Linked DNA regions of Sus scrofa: region 1 is linked to region 2. Evidence: chromatin contacts called from public Hi-C data. All regions are on one chromosome and are shown on one strand. Each heading gives the region's core, a stretch centred on a gene start, on an enhancer-like site or on the middle of the called end of the contact. The rest is flanking DNA. Distances are from core to core; before and after follow the strand shown.

What was found. Hi-C and Micro-C count contacts between places; a contact is called where the count stands out from the background.
Region 1: a Hi-C map of epiblast stem cells shows a contact between it and region 2, with 1.9 times the contacts expected there. The contact joins the promoter of TAC1 here to the promoter of SDHAF3 in region 2. A contact is called at or near these places in 1 of 5 promoter capture datasets (liver) and 1 of 47 Hi-C or Micro-C datasets (epiblast stem cells).

The regions. Positions count from the first base shown.
Region 1 is chr9:77,192,908-77,198,756 of Sscrofa11.1, reverse strand. TAC1 (protachykinin-1) reads right to left here and starts at 1,354. Exons shown (of 6, transcript XM_005667633.3): 1 at 1,077-1,354; 2 at 545-676. The coding sequence starts at 667.
Region 2 is chr9:76,694,682-76,700,853 of Sscrofa11.1, reverse strand. It overlaps SDHAF3 (succinate dehydrogenase assembly factor 3, mitochondrial), which reads right to left and starts at 1,342. Exons shown (of 2, transcript XM_021063386.1): 1 at 1,101-1,342. The coding sequence starts at 1,274.

The sequences.
Region 1 (5,849 bases), core at 105-2,604, 500 kb before region 2:
TTGCACTGCGCGATTTGCCCTGTCCCCGAGGGGCACGCTCCCTTGCGCGAACAGCCTGTTAGCCTTCTAAAGGAAAACTAGCAGCTATGTCCTCAGGGCGATAAAATAAAAGTCAAGGCAGGAAGTTAGCTTCCCATTCACGGCGCCCCTCCAAGCCTTCGGCAGCTCGCCACTTGCCCAGCGTTCCCTAACGCCCTGTCCTGGCAGCTGGACCCGAGTGCCCGAAATCTGCGTTATTACGGGATGAAATTCCGTGTTTTCACTCTTGTGAGGATCCCAGAATCATCAGGGAGGGAATTATTTCTCTGGAGAGTTCCTGAGACCCAGTGATGCAGCCCTCCGTAAGAAATCGGCTTCGTGGGTGCAAAATCTCATTTAGGACCCAGAGGATGGGGTTCCTTTGCCTCCCTCCTCCCGCGCCTCCACTGCCTCTGGTTGTAGTCCCGGTGCCCACTGCAGTAACTGGGGTGCTATCTCGAGGGGTAAGTGACAGCTCCTGAGCCTAGGAAGAACGGTGCGGGCCATCTCAAAGACTGGGTCTCACCTTTATCTGGTCGCTGTCTGACCAGTCGGACCAATAATTCAGATCATCGTTGGCTCCGATTTCTTCTGCAAACAGTTGAGTAGAGACGAGAAAAAAGACTGCCAAGGCCACGAGGATTTTCATGTTCGATTTCTGGAAAGAGTGAGGAGAAGGGAAAGGGGAGAATATCTATATGGGGTGGCTATCCTAGAGTTGAAGCAACAGAAATTTCAGCCCCACAGCCGAGCTCAGAGCCGACTGAAACAAGATATACCGCCTAAGGGCTAAAGTCCTGACTGTACCATTTAGGAAAGAGACTCAAGCCCGCAACCTTCTCAAATCCCCTTCTTCCTGGATCACAATTCCTCCAGCCCCTAACTCACCAATCCACACCTTCAAGCCTGTAGGTGGAAGACAAGGATACCCGCCTTTCCCTAGTCTCTCTGCTGTTTCCCACGGTTCCCCGATCCAGCGGGTCCACCAGCCCCGCTAGACCCGGTCTCCGAGCAGTGCGCGTGGCAGAAAGCGCTCCCGGTAGGGCGCAGGCACCTACCACAGCTGAACCGTCCGCGGGGTTCCTCCGGCTGGTCTGAGCGCTCGCCCGGCGCTCTGCAATCCGTCTCCGCAATTGCGGAGAAGGAGGTCAGCAGCGCGCTCTTTTGCCTGCTGGCTGCCGGCGCGCTATTTATTCCAGTCTCCTTGAGGCTCGAGACCCACGTGACACGCTCCCCACGCGACTTTCTCTCAATATTTAATTAGCCGCCTCCTCTCCTTTCGCTTGCGTCTGATTGAGAGTTTCCGAGACGGTAATCCGTCCGTGCGCATAACATCTGGACCCAATTGGGTTCGAAGTGACGCAACTTTAGGAAAATCGAGATCTCGCCATACAATCCCCAGCGTTCCGTCTTCTTCCGCCTGCAGATCTGACGCCCCCTCCCCTATCTTTCTTCCGAACGGGGTTCCATGACACCTGAGATTACTCATCAGAATTGAGCAAAGTGACTCATTCCTCGGACTTTGGCAACTTTTACGTACCTTGAGACGTCAGGATAAGTTGCACTTTAAAGAATGGCCAAAAAACTTTAGATATTAAGATACTGTCGTTGGAAATCAGGCTAAGAAAGAACTTCAGACTGGGGTGGGGGAGGCATTCTCCCCGCCCCACCCCCATTTCCATCTGCAGAGTGTCTTAAGATTTTCTGAGATATAGCATCTTTCCATGAGCAGAACACCCTTTCCCCAAATCAGCTGGAATAGTGGCGTTTCTTCAGCAGTACTAAAGGACTTCTCAGTCTCACAGTATTTCAGGGGATGGAAACAAATCTATTTTACGTTTTGGAGACAGGAGAATTTAAACGTGGCATTACATAGTAGAACTTTTATAGCAGCGTCCTTGTGGAATACCTCCTCCCCCCGCCCCCCAGCTACCTGGCCATATGCAGGAGCAAGGGTTGGAAAAGAACGTTTTGTTTCTCTGCTACACTTACTCTCAGAAGGCTGAGAAATCCTCAAGAGATGTACCGGATCCTTCAGGGTTATCACTAAAGGACTCTTCAGCTCCTTCCTAAGTTTCTCCTTTATAGGAAAATTAGTGTAGGGAAGATGCTAATTGCTAAGAGCCCATGATTTGCCTCCAAGACATGTTTATTTCTTCTCTCACTGAATTAAATGACTATTCTGTCTGGGGTGGAGTTGTTTTCTCCTCTTTCCTTAGTAAGTATTCTGTTTTCCAGTTAATTCTGATGTTCTAGTATAGTGGATAAAAAATTATTGCAGTTTATTTAAACAAATATTTTTCCCTCTAATATTTGTTGTTTTTACTTAAATAAACCTGACTTTTCAAGTTCACATTTACATATCTCATTTCTTTAGGCCTGGCCTTGCAACATGAGGTATTCTATTCTTTGTTTTTATAACTTTTTAAATGGAGAATTATAAACATTTAGGAAAGTAGAGAGGCTCATCCACTTAAAAAATTTACGGGTTTCACTTACAAACTCTTTCTATTTCCCCACCATGATTATTTCAAAGCAAAGCTCAGACATAATTTCAACTCTAAATATTTCAGAATGTCTATAGAAAGTGTAAGTATCTTTAAAATTAAAAATATAAGCATGCCACTTTTCTACCTAAAAACAACATAAAATAATTCGTTACATATGGTCAAGTCAGTGTTCAAATATTCCCCATTTTTTCATAAGCCCCTCCTCAATACAGTTTACTAGATGAAATCAGAATTATAATGAAGTCCATACTTTCATGGTTCATATATATATGTACATGTGTATATATATATATATATATATATACACACGCATTTTGGTTTATACACACACACACACACACACATTTTTTTGGTCATCTTTTTGTCTTTTCTAGGGCTCCACCCAAGGCATATGGAGGTTCCCAGGCTAGGGGTCTAATTAGACTTGTAGCTGCCCGCCTATGGCCTAGGCTAGAGCTACAGCAATGTGGGATCCGAGCTGTGCCTGCAACCTACACCACAGCTCATCGCAATGCCAGATCCTTACAGAGTGAGGCCATGGATCAAACCCGAAACCTCATGGTTCCTACTTGGATTTGTTAACCACTGAGCCACAATGGGAACTCCTGGTTCAAATATCTCTTAAGTCTTCCTTAATCTATAGTCCATGCCCACCCCACTCTCACTCTGCTTCACACACTCTCTCCTTCTGGCTCTCTTTGTCCTTAGGGATAAAACTGCTCAATAAAATATACTACCTTCTGGAATTTTGATTGCCCCCTACAAGTTTCTTTTAACTTGTTCCTCTCTTCTATTTCCTGTTAATTGGTAGTTATATCTAAAAGTTTGATGCCATGGTGGTTCAGTTTTTTTGACAAAGCTACTTTACGTGTGTTTTTAGGAAGCACACGATACCTTTTTTTTTTTTCCTTTTGAGACATTAGCAGCTTTTGCTGATCAAAATATCTGATTACCTTATTAGTACTTTTGAAATAGTGTTATTCTGATTTTATCATTCTTTTTTTTTTTTTTTTTTTACTTATTAGCTGGCTTATTTCTTCCTTATAAAGAGAATTTTTTTCTCAATAACTATGTAGTTACTCTAAGACATGACTAGTATAGGAAAGGTGAGATAAGAGCTTGATTACTTCCCTTTACCAGTTTGAAAAATAATGAGTTGGTAAATTAACACATTCAAATATGGCCCTCTCCCCCAAATTTAAGATTATTATGATCACATGGATTTAAACATAATTGAAGTATTTTAATTCTTCAAGAAAAAGATAGAAGCAGACCTCCTTGTAATCAATGTTCAAATTATCCCATTTCTTGGCCAGCAGGTGATTTTTCAAACTGGCTCCCGAGACATTAGATATGCCTTAAATTGGCTTTAATGGCTTTCTTGTTTTTGGTGAGACAAGCTGTTCCAGGTTTAAACTGTGTATTTCCTTGCAGACTTGCAATTTGCATTTAAGGAGCTCTTGTTTCTTTTGAATTAGAAATGATAATTAGAAACCATAATCTGGGTATTATGGGTGCATGTTGCTACTGAGTTCTTCTTGGTTTCAAGACTTTTTCAATGAATAGAGCTGAAAATGTGTGTGTGTAAAATCATGAACATATTCTGACATTTTCTTTTCAAATCAGGGTACTAGTCTTTTCTTAACCTCTTCTATTTTGCATCTTCTCTTCCAGGCCAAAAAAACAAAAAAAAAAAAACAAAAAACAAAAAAACCCAGTTCACAGTGACATCAACATTAATACTCATTTGCTTTATCCCAATACACAATTCCAACATTGTTAGCAATATGATTATTAGAAACAGCCTAAGAGTTTTTAATTGCAATTTTTTGCTCTTAAAAACATATTATACAATGTATCTTCAGTCAACTTAACTGCTTTAAAGTCATTTTAAAAGTTCCTCTCTGCATGATTATGCTATTAACTCTTATACACATAGAATAATTTGCTCACTTTGCTCTTGAATTTTAGGGATTGTTTTTAAATTTAACTTTAGAATTATGTAAAATGCAAAGTTCCAAACTCAAATATTTGAAACCTAATGTAGTCAAAGAAGTGTAGCTTCAATTCCTGTTCCTCTACCCTCTTCTTTCTAAGTAACTCTTTCTTTTAGGTTTTTAGTTTACCTTTTTATTATTATTGTTATTATATTATAAGCAAAAAGCTATTCATATCATTTTCCACCTTGTAAAATTTCATACCTAAAGAGGGGCATGTTAGATTAATTTTTTCTTAGTTGCTGATATGACTTACAAAGTAAAAATAAAGATGCCAGTTTCACAATTACTTCCCTGTTAGCTCAATGTAACCAAATGTATAACTATTCAGATGCCACATATGCACCATGGCACATAAAATAATGCAGAATAGTACAATAATGTATTTTTGAAATTACCCAAAACTCAGAAATTTCCACCTGTAACATTATTTTGAATATATTTCTATTAATATATGTAGAAGAATAAAAAAATAGTCACAGATAAATAAAAGTTATGAAAGTAGTATGAGATCATAAGAAATTGTGGGGTTTTTTTCTTTTTCGTTTTTGTTTTTTTTGCTTTTTTAGTACCGCACCCTCAGATATGGAAGTTCCCAGGCTAGGGTCAAATTGGAGGTACAGCTGCTGGACTACGCCACAGCCACAGCAATGCAGGATCCCCAAACCACTGAGTGAGGCCAGGGATTGAACCCACATCCTTATGGACACTAGTCAGATTCGTTTTCACTGAACCATAAGTCCCCATAGGAAGTTTTTTTTTTTTTTTTTTTTTTTTCTTTTAATCTTTTTGCCATTTCTTGAGCCGCTCCCGTGGCATATGGAGGTTCCCAGGCTAGGGGTCTAATCAGAGCTGTAGCTGCCAGCCTACACCAGAGCCACAGCAACATGGGATCCGAGCCGCGTCTGCGACCTGCACCACAGCTCACAGCAATGCCGGATCGTTAACCCACTGAGCAAGGGCAGGGATCGAACCCGCAACTTCATGGTTCCTAGTCGGATTCGTTAACCACTGTGCCACAACGGGAACTCCTAGGAAGTATTTTTAATGAAAGATGGTTGTTTATATTTTATTTGACTTTAGAGTAGAAAAACAAAATGAAAGCGAACAATATTTCTTCACCACAATAATTTTTTCCATAAAAGTATCCATTAATGTTAAAAAATAATATTTAGAAATAAACATTAAGATGTAACATTTTAAAAAGTAGATATTTGACAATATTTATTCCCTGTTTTGAAAAAAGAAAACATTTTCACTCAAACTTCTTCCCATTTCCCTTACCCCTTACTTCGCAATTTTCATAGTTGTATTATTACTTTAA
Region 2 (6,172 bases), core at 93-2,592:
TAAAAAATTCAACTTCCCTGGCTCTAGACAGGATTATTACATCCAATACACATGCTTTGCAGGCAAGTTCTAAATTTCATCACCGTCCTAAATGTCTCTCTTGCAAGCATCAATGATTCTACCATCAAAATTCTGTGAGTCAGTGAAAAACTTGTGTTCACCCTAACGTTCACACTTTGTTCACCCTGTGTTCACTCTTTGTAGCTTTTTTTCAAAAAACCGTCTTTAGTAGTCTTCTCTTTAACCATCAACTTTTTAGGCTGAAGAGTTGCTTACCTCGGTTCTTAAATCAACACTGCTTCATGCTTTCAAATACCTGAAACGTCGCCCTATTCGCCAATTCCATTCATTTCTTCTATTTGTACATCATACCTATGGTCAATCCTGAATGGTTCCCAATCCCACTAAACATTCGGAATGAAATACGATAAATATCTTCTGACATCACTAAAAAGGGGGAGGGGGAATCAAAGGGCTAATCCCCAATGCATGTGTCTCTAGATTTACTGCAATAATGCAGAGCAATTACAAAAATGACGTGACTTGAAACCAACTTTCACCTGACTTAACTCTGACTAGCTTTTCCGCCCACCGCTTGTAATCCTCTCACCCCAGTCTTATCTGATTTGTTATCAAAGCCCAACAAAGAGCGCTAAGATTTTAAAAGTAGTATGTATAGAAACAAGCCTCTAAAACACTGAAAACTAGTAATACCATAAATTTATCAAGGCGCTGGAGAAGACAAAAAACTGTTAAACGATAAACTCTATAAGCACTTGACGGCGACTTAATTTTATAAACTTCTCTTAACCCCTCCAGTGCCTGGCAAAGTTAAACTGACTTGGAGACGCTGATATAGCAAGATCTGCTACAGCTAAGAACCTGTGGGAAAAAGAGACCAGTTTGGGGTGTAACTTTGCGAAGTACTGTTTGAACGACTTTGCACTGTTTAATTTAAACGGAACAGCCTGCCGCCGTGTTCGAGCTTAAGGGGGCCCAGGGAAAACCAGCCAAGGACAGGCGTCTCTCCCAGAGACAAACAGGGACACCTCTGAGGAACCCCGAAGGTCTGGGGCGGAAAAAAGGGAGCAGTCACTTGCCTCCCATTCCTGCAAGAAACGCTGGGCCTCTTCAGAACCAACGGTCTTATGTCTCCTAAATTCGTCCTTCACATACTGGTCGCCAAGGGCTTTGAGGTCTGGGGGCAGAGACCGGTGCAGCAGCAAAATACGCCGATACAGAGCCCGAACTCGTGAAACGTGCCGCGCCGGCATAATCCCGCGCGTGGACCACAGACCGCGCCTGCGCAGATTGATGATGTGTGCCCGCCCACTTTACCAGCCGGGTATATTTGCAAATCGTGACGTAGGCGGAAGAAGGCGCGCGACCTTCATCCGATTTGGTCCTTTCTAATATTAGGACCTTCCGGAAACCGGAACTTCAGCTGCTGGGGGGAAATGGGCCGGCCCTTCTCTGGAAGAGGCGTGGCTTTCGTGGAGCGCCTGAGCTGCGATTGCTCAGGTGCTGAGTCAGGGCAGAGAGGCTGCCCACCCGCGGTCAGGCGTCTGCCGCTTGTTGTCTTTCACTCACGCCCCGTCATCTTTTCTATTCATCTTACACCATTCCCTCCTCATAAAGGCCTCAGGAAGCCTTCCATGGTTAGCTTAACCCACTTAAGATATCTTACGTTGTCCCTGCGTTCTTCGAAAGGGACAGAAATGGGAGTCATCTCTTTGTCCACGAGCCCACCACCCACGTACCTTGCTCGGTGTTGTGGTCCTAATTTGTACCCTGAAGCCCTGGTAACTCAAGTGAGACTTGAGGCAGCAGGTCAAGTTGTCTCAGGTCAAGATGGCTGTAGAAGAATCATTAGCATTTTAAATGTATTGTTTCTAAGGCTACCATCCTGGAAATTCTGATTAAGTATTTTGAGATGCAAATGTAGAATCAGGGCATTCACAAATCTCTACCTTTTACAAAGGCACTACTGAGAGTGTGACCAGTCAAAGTGGCAGCAGTTTGGCCTCATTCCCTCTCCCATCACACCTTTGGTCCTTCAGCAAACCCTGATGGCTCCACCAACACAGTGTATGTAGAATTCGACCATTTTTCACTACTCCCTCCACCATGAGTCTCTCCTTACCAGATACTGTAGTCGCTTTTGTCTTCTGCTCTGCCCTAATCAACTCTGATCATTTACCTAAACTGTAAATCAAATCATGTCACTCCTGCCTAGGATTTTCAACAGCCTCTGCTGCTGATGGTGTCCAGCTGCCTTGCTCGTTCCTGTAACTCTGATCACATCTTTTTACATAGCTTTTTATTACTATATTTCTAGCTTTAAAAAAAATCATGTCAATCTTCTGACCAATAAAATCCTTCAGTGGCTTCTCATCAGAGTAGAATCCAAAGTCTCTCCACTTCTTGGCTCTCTAAATTTTCTCCTACTGCTCTCTCCCGAGTTGGTCAACTTCAGCGCACTGGTCTTCAAGCCCCTAATTCATCTTTGAACAGGGCAGTTACACTCCTAAGGGCCTTGGTATTTGCTCTTACGACTGTTTGGAATGTTCTGCCTCATCGATCTTGGCTAACACCTTTATTTCACTCATCACTTTAGGTCTCCTTCTGATGAGACCCTTCTTGACAATGGTATTTGAAATTAGAGTATCATGCTCAGAACTTCCCAAGCTTTATTTTTCTCTATAACATGTACATATTTTACTTATTTGCTTATTGTCTGTCCCCCCAGCCCCCACTAGATTACAAATTCCATGAGGGCCAGAATTTTGTGATTTTAAGGGTGTCAAGTGATGAATGGGCAAGAGTGTGGGAAAATTTATATATGACTCCCTCCCAGGACCCAGATTTTTGTTTGTACAAAGACTGTTTGAAAGACAAAAAGACACACACCCCTCTGGAAGGGCAGGGACTTACTCATTTTAGTATCCTTTTCAGGGCCCACCACAGTGCCTTACAAATAGTAAATATTCTAATATTTACTACCTCGAATGGGCTTTTTCCTTTTCCAAAAATTTTGGAAAAATATTTGTTTAAAGGAATACAGAACATTTTTAAAAAATGGATTTAAGTTGGTATCTTGACAAACCACATTAATGGCAAGGATTGAATGACAGCATGGTTATTTTACTTCAGGAAATTTGTTCTAACCATAGTTCATCTCTTAATATCCCTGTAAATTGAAAATTAATTTCTTGTTCCAGTTTACTTTTTTTTCTGGTTTCCTTTGGGGTTAAAATACATCTATAGTAAATACTTCTTTGAGAGCCAAAGCTCTTATGAAAATGTGGAAAAAAATTCTGCCAATAAATTAATCAAAAATAACAATAAAAGAATTAATTCAGCCTAAAGGGAGCAGAAAAGGTCCACAACGCTTTGGGCAGTCAGTGCTCAAAAATGGCAAATGATGAGTAAGAGAGAAGCCAAGACATAATGTTGTGGTTGGGCCTTGAGAGGAATAAAGAATAACAGAATAATGGTAAATGACCTTTTTTTTTTTTTTTATGGTGGGCTGGACAGTGAGTTATGTTTTTAGGACAAAATTTTCTCTGTTTCCTTGACCTTCCAATTTAGGCTGACCAGTGTTCCTCTTGTGGTCAAAATAGCCATGAACTGAAAATAAGATCTGGGTTCTATTCTTGGCTACTAATCCAGATCAGTACACTTCATGCAGGCCTTTCCTTTATCCTCCACGAATTTGGTTTTCCTCTGTGTTACACAGCAAGTCACTCAGCCACTCTGTGCCTGGATTTTTCTCATGTATCAAATAAACTGGGTTAGGTCATGAGACCCTTTCAATTCTGCTAATCTAAACATGATTTCTCCCTACTTGCCTCCAAAATGTTTTGTAAAAGTAGAAGCAGATATGTACCTACTCTGAAGTTATTGCGTTGAGAAGATTTTTAAGAAGAAAGGAAACTCTTCAAAACTTTATTAGGAACACATCACCTAAGCCTCTGAGGGCACAGAAAATACAACCACCACAATATACCCATACCCATAGGGAAATTCACACAGCAGGCATACTATTCAGTACACTGCTTATGCAGAACAACTCCCACACAAATAAAAATGCAAGAGGCTGCTAAAGAAGTTTTTTTTTTTTTTTTTAACAGGCAGAGAACTATGAGGTCAAAGGAGATGGAGAGAGATCACTGAATAATAAAACTGGAAGGGGAAAGGAAACACCTGCCTAGAACATATTAGATTGTTACTTTGTATTATGCCCTAGTCTTCACATTAATATGTTAAAAATGCTTTGTATCATGCCCTAGTCTTCACATTAATATGTTGAAAATAAGTCTTACTTGCAAATAATGTTAAAGGCTTTTTCTCTTTAACTGGTGAGAAAAGACTGGTGAGTGGAAGAGGGTGGTGGCAAAACATGAGGAAATTGCTTTGCATTATTAGATATGGAAACAACACACCCACAGGTGTGGATTGGAATGGATAGGCTGCTCAGTTTTTAATTTATGGCTACTAAATTCCAAAATCTAAATCATTAAGAATGATGAAAATTAAAAGTCTGGAAGAAAGTACATGTTTGGCTCAACTTTCACATGATTAGTCCTGGAGAGATGAACAAGCCTGATTTAATCATTGTAACTACCCATACTCCCCCAAACACCAGAAATTGCCTTTCAGCATCATTGCATGGAGGTGAAAATATAAGGTGGTAGGACTTCTTTAAATATTTTTACTTGGTCTCTAAGTATTTTTAATTATTGAAATGCATTGGTAAGTAAGCAGATAGTCCTGAAAGCTAATTTTCCAGCTTAACCACAACAGTTTAAGGAATGAAAGAAGTCAATAAATTTAAGGAAAATCTATCCTTTGAAAGCTAGTTTGGAAAACATACCAGTCTTCGTTTAGCTGAATTTCTGAAACATGTTACATAAGAAACATCAGAGGGACTAAATGTGTTTGTACCTGGAGAGAAAGATCCAATGATAAGGGATGATTTAAATGTTTACAGTTGTTGAAAATGAGGGTGGAAAGTCAACCAAAGTCCATATAAATTGCTGTGCTTAATAATTTTAAGTACTAATGGTATTAATTATTTTCTAAGGAAAAAAACCTGATCATTGCCTAACATTATAAAACATTAGACAAATTCAACACGTGTTCCCAATTTTTAAATAATAAAATAAAATCAATGGATTCCTCAACACAAAAGCTGGCATCTTAGTTAACAAGAAAATATCTAACAAGTGGGCAGGTTTTGGTGTTTTGTTTTTTTTCTTTTTTTTTTTTTTTGGTTGCACCCAGCATGTGGAAGTTCATGGACCAGGGATCAAACCCTCACTGCAGCTACAGCGGGCACTACAGCTGTGGCAATGCTGGATCCTTAACCCACTGTACCGCAAGGGAACTTCTCAAGTAGGCAAGCTTTTGTGTAAAAAGGGAATGAAAAAAGAATATATATAATATTTCCTTCACTGTGCAAAAAAGATAAACCCAAAACTGATTTTCTGAAAAAGTTACCCATTGGGGGTATGTGAGGGTGGAGGGCAAGATAGAATAAAAATGAAAATGAGATGTTTCTGAGTACACATTTTTATAGTTGCAACTCGTGAACAGGGAAAACATCTCACATAGAAAAAATTTAATTACAAATTTTAAAAGCTGACACTAATATAGAAAACAAACCTTAAGAACTATTTCTCAATACTCCTTTGGCCATACGCTATAAACTTTATTCCAAATTAGTTCATCACTTACATTTATTTCCTCTTTTCCCAAAAGTTGTTTAATTGATGTAAAAATAGATTATGGCTCTCTTTCATAACTTCTGTCTAACTTTAGCATTAGGCATTGTAATCCATGAATAAGTCTTATAATTTATCAACATATGAGGGAAGAGGAATTTCTTCAAATTTCCTTTCAGGACTACTAATATAATTTTTTATTAGGTTCTAAGTATGGTTAAAAGAATATGTTGTTTTTATTTTGTGTGCACAAATATATATATGAAATATATTTTAGATGAAGCTTAGCTATATTATTCAAACTATTTTTTTATTTTCATTTTACTTGATCTTCCAGTTTCAAAAAGTAGAACAATGGGGTTGTCCATTAAGGTTGTAGATTTCTCAGTTTCTCAGGTTCTATCTGCTTTTGCTTTGTGTGTTTTGAAAGTTATGTGAGACATAAA